2 separate regions of the Rattus norvegicus genome follow, and region 2 is linked to region 1. The links are chromatin contacts, called in public HiChIP or PLAC-seq maps. All regions are on one chromosome and are shown on one strand. The core of a region is the stretch at or near the end of the contact, and the rest is flanking DNA. Distances in the headings are between cores, read along the strand shown. Region 1 holds the start of Ccm2 (CCM2 scaffold protein). Region 2 holds the start of Tbrg4 (transforming growth factor beta regulator 4).

What was found. HiChIP or PLAC-seq counts read pairs in DNA pulled down with a chosen protein or histone mark.
Region 2: an H3K27ac HiChIP or PLAC-seq map of oligodendrocytes shows a contact between it and region 1, with 2.1 times the contacts expected there. The contact joins the promoter of Tbrg4 here to the promoter of Ccm2 in region 1. A contact is called at or near these places in 1 of 12 Hi-C or Micro-C datasets (liver) and 1 of 1 datasets of contacts at active chromatin or transcription factors (oligodendrocytes).

Annotation. Positions count from the first base shown.
Region 1 is chr14:85,630,485-85,634,480 of GRCr8, reverse strand. Ccm2 (CCM2 scaffold protein) reads right to left here and starts at 2,028. Exons shown (of 10, transcript NM_001126275.1): 1 at 1,965-2,028. The coding sequence starts at 1,994.
Region 2 is chr14:85,700,983-85,704,978 of GRCr8, reverse strand. Tbrg4 (transforming growth factor beta regulator 4) reads left to right here and starts at 2,250. Exons shown (of 10, transcript NM_001012154.1): 1 at 2,250-2,702; 2 at 3,151-3,474. The coding sequence starts at 2,298. It overlaps Snora5c (small nucleolar RNA, H/ACA box 5C), which reads left to right and starts at 3,710; the gene lies at 3,710-3,846.

The DNA.
Region 1 (3,996 bases), core at 779-3,278:
AAAACACTTAAATTCCTAAGCTGGAAGGAGATACTACATATTAAACAGCACGTTGGGGCTGGAGAGATGGCTCAGCGGTTAAGAGCACTGACTGCTCTTCCAGAAATCCTGAGTTCAATTCCCAGCAACCACATGGTGGCTCACAACCATCTGAAATGGGATCTGATGCCCTCTTCTGGCGTGTCTGAAAACAGCAACAGTGTGCTCATATATAATAAATTAATCTTTAAAAAAACCAAAAAACAAAAACAGCATGTTAAGGAGTCAGGTGTAGTGACACAGCTTTTAACCCAATACTGAAGAGGCAGGATCTCAGTGAGTTCAAGGCCAGCCTGAGCCAGATATCTAGATATAGAGTTGCAGGACAGCCAGGGCAACATAACAAAGAAACCCTATCTCAAAGACAAACAAACAAACACGTGAAGAAGGTTCTGCCAGCTCCTGATCAGAAGATACCTGGTAAACTATGTTAAGTCATGGCCTACATAGAAATTCAGGTCCCAAAGGCTGTCTCACATGCTTACAGGGAACAAACTAAAGCAGGTGGCAGACTGCCTACAACTGCTAGCACAGATCCCGACACAACCCATTATCTCCTTTAATAGAGACAATGAAATTAATCATTGCCTTAGTCTGTACTTCTGTTTTTTTCACAGCATGTAACTGTTAAGTTCTTCTCGCTACTGATTTGAAAGCTCAGGGGAAAGTCTTAATGCACCGCTCTGCTCCTCTGCTTTCTATCTGAACTTGTATGATATACAAATCAACAAAAAACAGCCAGGCAATTTGTCCCAAACAAGAATGTGGGCCAGGTGTCTTACAGAGCACTAAGAGTGTGCTGCAAATACAATGACTAGTCTCCAGGGATGTAGGCTACTAGCATTGCAAAGACCGGCTGGCACAGTTCAGCCTCATCCACACTTGGGCCAGGTCCTTCCTAAACAGCACTCCTCTTTTCTAGCTAAATCCTTTTACAATGCTCAAACCCCCCTTTTCTATACTTGTAACCATCTCCGGAGGTAACAAGTTGATAGGACATCCAAACAGCCAAGTGCAAGTTTCTGTCTTAAAACAAAAGAAAAGTGGGGGCAGCGCCGCCGCTGGCCTGGACTCCCTGAAGGCCACCTGGCCACACTCTATTTCAAGTAAGACTTTCTGAAAAATGGGACACTTCCTAAAGCAAGGTGAGGAGTGGTGTGGCCAATTAAAGGCTACAAGGAGGCCGGGTGGTTAACTGAGCCAGGACATCAAAGTCTGTGTTAAACTTGTCCACAAGGTGCACACATTTATCAAAATGAAAATGACAGGCAAACATTAAGATTGCAAAGCATTTATTTGAAAGGGATACATTTTATCAAACCCCAGTTTTCGCTTTAAAAACAGTTAAAGCAGTTTATCCCCACATGGTCTTCCCAGGATCCTTAAAATGTTCTTTATCAACTACTCAAGCCTGTAATTAAAGCCACATTTTTTAAACTACAGAAACGAAGGAGCCTCTTGAACCATGTCCTAAATCTTACTGCCAAACATAACGTCACTAAAATCGCTCAGTGGTATTAAATACGAGCGACAGTCGACGAGCGAACCCGCCGAGAAGCTAAGTCCATCTTTGCTTTTACTGGACATCCAAAAACAAAGCCAAGTGGGCAGTAAAAGCCTCGCCGGTCGCGGCACAGCCCAGTGGTCCAAGTTCCAGCCCAGGCCACCTTCTGGCCCCTCGCTGGGCCCACTTCCTTTGTGGCCCCAGCCCGTCGCGCGGGGAAGGCGGGCCCCCTGACAGGCCGTCTGGAGCAGGCCGGGGGCGAGCAGCAAAAGGGACCCCCCTACCGGAAAGGCGCGGCACTTCCTCCGGGAGCCGCAGGCCCACCTGACCACTGTCCCTGCCCGCTCCGCCGCCCGCCCACCCCGAGGGACCCCCACCCCACGCCCCGGCCCGGCGGGAGGACGCGCCGGTGAGCGCTCACCTTCTTGCCCTTCTTGCCCTCCTCCTCCATGTCGCCGCGTGCGGCCCCCGCGGCCCGCCCCGGGAGCCCCACCGCCAGCGGCCGCTACATGCTCGCTCTGGGCCCGCCACCCCCGCGCTCACCGCGCCGCCGGCCCGCCCGCAGTCTCCGCCCCGGCCGCGCCCCACCCGCACTTCCGGACCTAGGGAGCCAGCCCACCGCAGAGACCCCGCCCCCTCATGCCCCGCCCACAGCCTCCGCGCTCCCGCACTTCCGCCCAGAGAAAACCGCTGGGCCCAAGGAGGGCGCTTCCTTACAGGGCAAAGGCTCTCCCGAATGCCCCTGAGGAGATCCCGGTTCATTCCGGACCCCTCCACGCCTCCTCAGGGCCTATGGAGTACGTCTGCCTACCCTCCAGTCCTTCCCATCCCCTCTGGAAAGACGCCCCAATACCCCCCAGCTCGCCCGAACCCTTCAGGGCCGCGCGGGAGTGGATCCAACTTTTCAATTCTGCCGCCATCTTTAGGGAGGCCGATTTCCCAGCCTGCCTCGCGATCTGGGAGGCGGGCCTCAAGCCCCTGGGAAGGGACAGAGCCAGTCTCCAACCCAGGTTCTGGGCGCCCTGCCACTTGGCATTTCTTGCTTTTTACTCTGAGCCACAAGGAAACCCTTTTTTCTAGTAACTTTCTGTTCTGGCTGGGCGTGGCAGCGCACTTCTATGTAATCCTAGCACCTGGCTGGGCTGGTAGAAACAGGAAAATGAGTTCAAGATCAACCGTAGCTGTCAATAGAACCTCCTTGGTAGTGTATACAACGTTTGTGTACATACATACATACATACATACATACATACATACATACATACATACATACATACATACATACATACATACATGCGCATGTATCTATATGAAGGTGTTAGAACTCCTGGAGCAGGGTTGGGGATTTGGCTCAGTGGTAGAGCGCTTGCCTAGCAAGCGCAAGGCCCTGGGTTCGGTCCCCAGCTCCGAAAAAGAATAGAAAAAAAAAAAAAAAAAAAAAAAACCTCCTGGAGCTGTAGTTACAGACGGTGATAAGCTGCCATGTGGGTGACAGAAATTGACCCCAGGTCCTTCGGAAGAGCAGTCAGCACTCTTAACCACTGAGCCATCTCTCCAGCCCCAACGTAATAGATCTTAACAATCATCGTATGCAGTTACTACATTCACAGAACAATTTCAGAGGATCAGGTGATTTTATTTTTTTTCAAAAGCATGCTGCAAGTTGGCATCCCAACAGGTCCCTTTTGCTGTTATGCCGACCCACAGTAAGGACTTTACTGATCCTAAATTAATACTAAACTGGGCCATGGTGGCACATGTATTTAATTCCAACACTTGGGAGGCAGAAGCAGGCAGATCTCTTGACTTCAAGACCAAACTGGTCTACAGAGTGAGTTCCAGGACAGCCAAGGCTATACAAAGAAACTGTGTCTCAAAAGAAAAAAAAAACTAAATTAAGCCAATATTTATTTTAGAATACTAAGTATCCTGCTAAGTGTAGTATGTTCTCTCAGGGCCACATGCACATCTTTACAAGAGGAAGCCATGCCCTCAAAGAAATATGATTCCTCCCCTTCCAGTTCACAATTCTTGGGGGGAGGCTCATGAATCCTTTCCTAGTCCATGCTAGAATGTTGACTGGCTGATCTTGTGCGGGTCTTAAGCAAGCATCCACAGCTGCTTTGAGTCCATGAGTGTAGGAGTCCTGTCATGTCCAGAAGATGCTGTTACATAGCCTCAGCCCTCCTCCCAGCCTCTGAACTGAGTCTCTGTGTAATTCTCACTGACTTTGCACTTGCTGTGTACAGCAGGCTAGCCTAGAAACCAGAGCTCTGCTGCCCCTGCCTCTCAAGTGCTGTGAATAAAGGTGTGTACCACTGCCATGCACCTCTGGCTTTTATAATCTACTTTCTCTGCGGTGATGGCTCCTGAGCTTGGGAGCCTGGGGCGGGGGTGGGGTAGGGGGGGATGACATAGATGTCCCATTTGTCACTGAGCACTCCACAGACACT
Region 2 (3,996 bases), core at 1,001-3,500, 70 kb before region 1:
CCCTCCTACAGGACCTGTGAAAGGCCCAAGGGAATGGGGCAGGACGGACGGACATTAGAGTCGCTACCCAAACACCGCACAAGTAGGAGATTCTGGCCCGACGTACCCTGCCTTCCAGAATTCACCTTCTCCCTTCCGTCTAAGTTTCCCACTACGAGCCTCTCACCAAGCTTCCCAATACCGGAAGGCTGGGCTCAGCAAAGATGGCGCCTGCCCGGAAAGGGCGGAGGGCGTGGCCTCCGTCCGAGAGCACTTGACTACCTAGCTTCCGGCGGCGCGCCAGTGACGTAGTGAGCGCGCCGGGCCGCGTGGAGGCGGTACGGCTGATGGAGGTCAGTGAGGGTGATCGCTGCACCCGTCTGGCGTCATGGAGAGACTGGGTTTCTAAGCGTAGGTATCCGAGACGGGAAGGGTGGCTAGGAAGGGCAACAGTTAGTAAGAACCGGCGGGGCTATTGTGGGGAGAGCCAGGAAAGGGGCTTTTGACACTGCGACCCAAGGGCGCTGGCCGGTTGCAAATTCGTTTCCGGCCTGCGATTGTGCACGCGCCCCTCGGCCCGCGTTGGACGAGGCCTAGCCGAGGAAGCTACGCTACCTGCAGTGACTCTTGGCGTCCCCTGCCAGTCGCTTTTCGTGTCTCTGCATTTTAGGTTTCAGGGTTGATGCTTACTTAATCGCAGGTTTGGCTTAAATTGCTTTAAAGTTGTCTTGAAAATCGATAATGTTTGCCAGCGCTTCTTTACTGTCGGGTTCAGTAAATGATGGATATTGGGGTTTGGGCAGATGCCCCCCTTCTGAGCCATATTTTGTTTCCTTTTAAGTATAATTAAGCCAATCTTTTTCCCACTGCAGTAATGTGCTCATGTAACAATAAAATAAGCTAGCCATACACCCGGTTCCCGGAAGCAGGAAAAAATTTTAAGGCGCTTTCTGCTTTGGTTTAAGCAAAGTCCAAGTAACTTGTCCCACCTGGTTCCTGTCTCTTCTTAGGGAACAAGACTGGCAGAATCGTTGAAAGGAGCGTCATGTGGATATGTAGCATCTCGAAGAAGGTAACATTTTGCAGGACTTAGAAAAAGGAAGTGTGTTTTGCCATACCCTGTGGTTGGCAGGGAACTGTGGGATAAAAGTGCAAAGAGTAATTGAAATGGAGCCTGTACGGTAGGGATTGGGTTAAAATTGGCAAGATGGTGACTCTGGGTGGTGTTAGGGCTTGTTTGCCATCGATTTTTGCTTTTAAGGGTGCTGGGGTGTGGCTCAGTCGGAATTGCTTGCCTAGCTCAAATGAAGACCTAGATTTGATCCTTAGCAGGGCATAAAACCAGGAGTGGTTGGATAGCTATAATCTTAGCACTCGGAGGTGGAGGCAAGAGGAGTTAAAAGTTCAAGGTCATTCTTAGCTACATAAAGTAATTGTAGTCTTTTTTTTTTTTTTTAACTAAGTAAATTTTTTTTTCTTTATTTGTATGTCTGTGTATGTGAGCCCAGAGAGAGTCAGATCCCTGGAGCTGGAGTTACAGACAGTTGTGAGTCACTTGATGGGGTGCTAGGGACTGAATTTTGGTTATCTGGAAGAACGGCAAATACAATTAACTGCTGAGCCATCTCTACCCCCTCCCACCAGAGAGAGAGAATCCAAAAGTTAAGAAAGGGTGACTTTTTTCAGGTTGTTCAGTGAGGCAGCCTACTGCATTTAGAGAGTCTCACTCCCGTGTCAGCAGTGTTCCATGTTTTCCCAGAAGTTTCAGGAACGTGAGTTATAGATCCTAAGTTTCCCCAAATCATTCTGACTTAGAATATTTAAGCCAGTCGTTTTTTGATCCTGGATACCTTTGAAATTAGAAACAAAATAACCTAGTACTGTGTAAGGTGCATGTGCCCAGATTTGCATCATGGAAGCCTTGAGGAGGACCTGGGGAGTTTGAAAGTGCAGCTAGGCCTGGTGCCTCCCAGGCCGAGTGCTGAGCGGTGATACCTGACCACTGTCCTGAAGCAGAAGTTCCTAGGACTTCTGCTTCAGAAAGTGCTCTTTCACATGTAATGGGTGTTAAAACAGGAAAGACTGAGACCAGTTGTTTAAAATTGCCATATCTTGGGTTGGGGATTTAGCTCAGTGGTAGAGCGCTTGCCTAGGAAGCGCAAGGCCCTGGGTTCGGTCCCCAGCTCCGAAAAAAAAGAACCAAAAAAAAAAAATTGCCATATCTTCTAAGTTCATGTAATACTCCCTTTTCTTTTCAGGACTTTGGAATCACTTACTAGGAGTCTTAACCTCCCTCCCTCTTCCCTGTGCCCACCATCATGGCAGTTCGCCTGATGAAGCAGTGCACATGCCTACTTAGAGAAGCCACCCGCCTAGTTCCTACCGTTGCTCCAGTTGGCCGACTGAGACTTGCTGGGGTGGCCTGTAAGACTTTGACTTCCTCCGTCAGTTCCCCCTCTTCAGGTTCCTTGACGGAGTTGTTGGGAAAAGAGCAGGTGTTTACTCCCTACCCAGAGCACCAAGAGGTGGACTACCTCATTGAGAAAGCCACCAGGCCAGAGGAGCTGCTGGAACTGCTAGGTGGTGATCATAGTCTGCACCACAATCATGCAGCCCTCATTCTCATCCGGCTGTCCTACCTGCTGTCTGAGAAGCCAAAGGAAAAGGCCTTGCTTGTAGAGGATGCTCGCTTTCAGCAACTTGTCAGGCTAGTTGACAGTCAGGTGAGCAGTTACCGTGTACATGGGGAGAAAGTAGCCACTGATGACTGACAGCTATAGACAGGGCTCCTAGCATTTGGGCTGGGGTAGGAGGTTGGTTTTTGAAGACAGAATTTCTCTGTGTAACCCTGGCTGTCCTAGAACTCACTTTGTAGACCAGGCTGGCCACAAATTCACAGAAATCCACCTTCCTCTGCCTCCGGAGTGTTGAGATTGAAAGTGTACACTGCCATCCCCGGTCCTTCTCTAGACATTTCTTATTCTAGTTTTCAAGAACATGGCTGTGCTTCCTATTAGTCCTCTCAGGAGGCACTAGTGTGTCCAGGAGCCGCTAGCTGAGCCTCCAGGACCTCAGACGTGCTCAGCTAGCGGGTCCTGCGAGGCTAGGGTAGGAGGAGCTGCTAAATACCTGTGGGGCTGGCTTCGTACTGACCTGTCCTCCTTGGTGCAGATAACTTCTGTCTGGCATGGGACCCTCGTGAAGCTGCTGCGAAGTCTGTACACACTAGTGCTTCCTCAGGGCTCCAAGGAGCTGCGGTCCGTGGAACAGGAAGTACGCTGGCGTCTGCGGAGGCTAAAGTATAAGCACTTGGTCTTCCTGGCTGAGTCCTGTGCCCCCTTCATGAAAGAGCAGCACTCAAAGGAGCTGCTGGCTGAGCTGCTAAGGCACCTGGAGAGGCGCTGGACAGAGATCAGCGACAGCCGCACATTGGTGTCCATGATGACCATGGCAGGGCACTTGTCAGAGTCACTGATGAACCGCTTGGAAGACAAGGTATGGGGCTGAGAACAGGCCTCCTGTGCACTTGGGGCCTGTTCCTTGGGTGAAGGGAAATGGGATTGGAGCCCTGAAAGCCGCTCGGTCTCAGGCATCTCGTGGGAAAGGGTGAGTGTGGCGGGCAGCTTCTGAAGTTAACACAGGGGTCCTGGTTAGGCCCGAGCTGTCTCATGCACAGCTTGGCTACTAGCTAGAACAGATGGCTCTGTCCACTCCTTCCATGTTACTCCGCTGCAGTCAAGTCAAATTCAGTTCCTATCCTCTCATGATGGGAGCTGGCCCAAATGACTGCGACAGCAAACTCTGCTGCTCATGGGCCCTGTGTCCCCAGCCCTTGGGACCTAGGGATAAGTTTGGTTGCAGACATTGCACTCCAGGCCTAGGAGTCCCTGGGGCAGGCAAGAAGGCTGATTCTGTGCAGCCGGGCCTGTGTTGAGTCAGCTCAGGCCTAGTTGCTGTCTCACAGGGGCTGCACTGGATGGGACCCCTGCCCCCAGCTCATCCCAACCACCTCAGCTG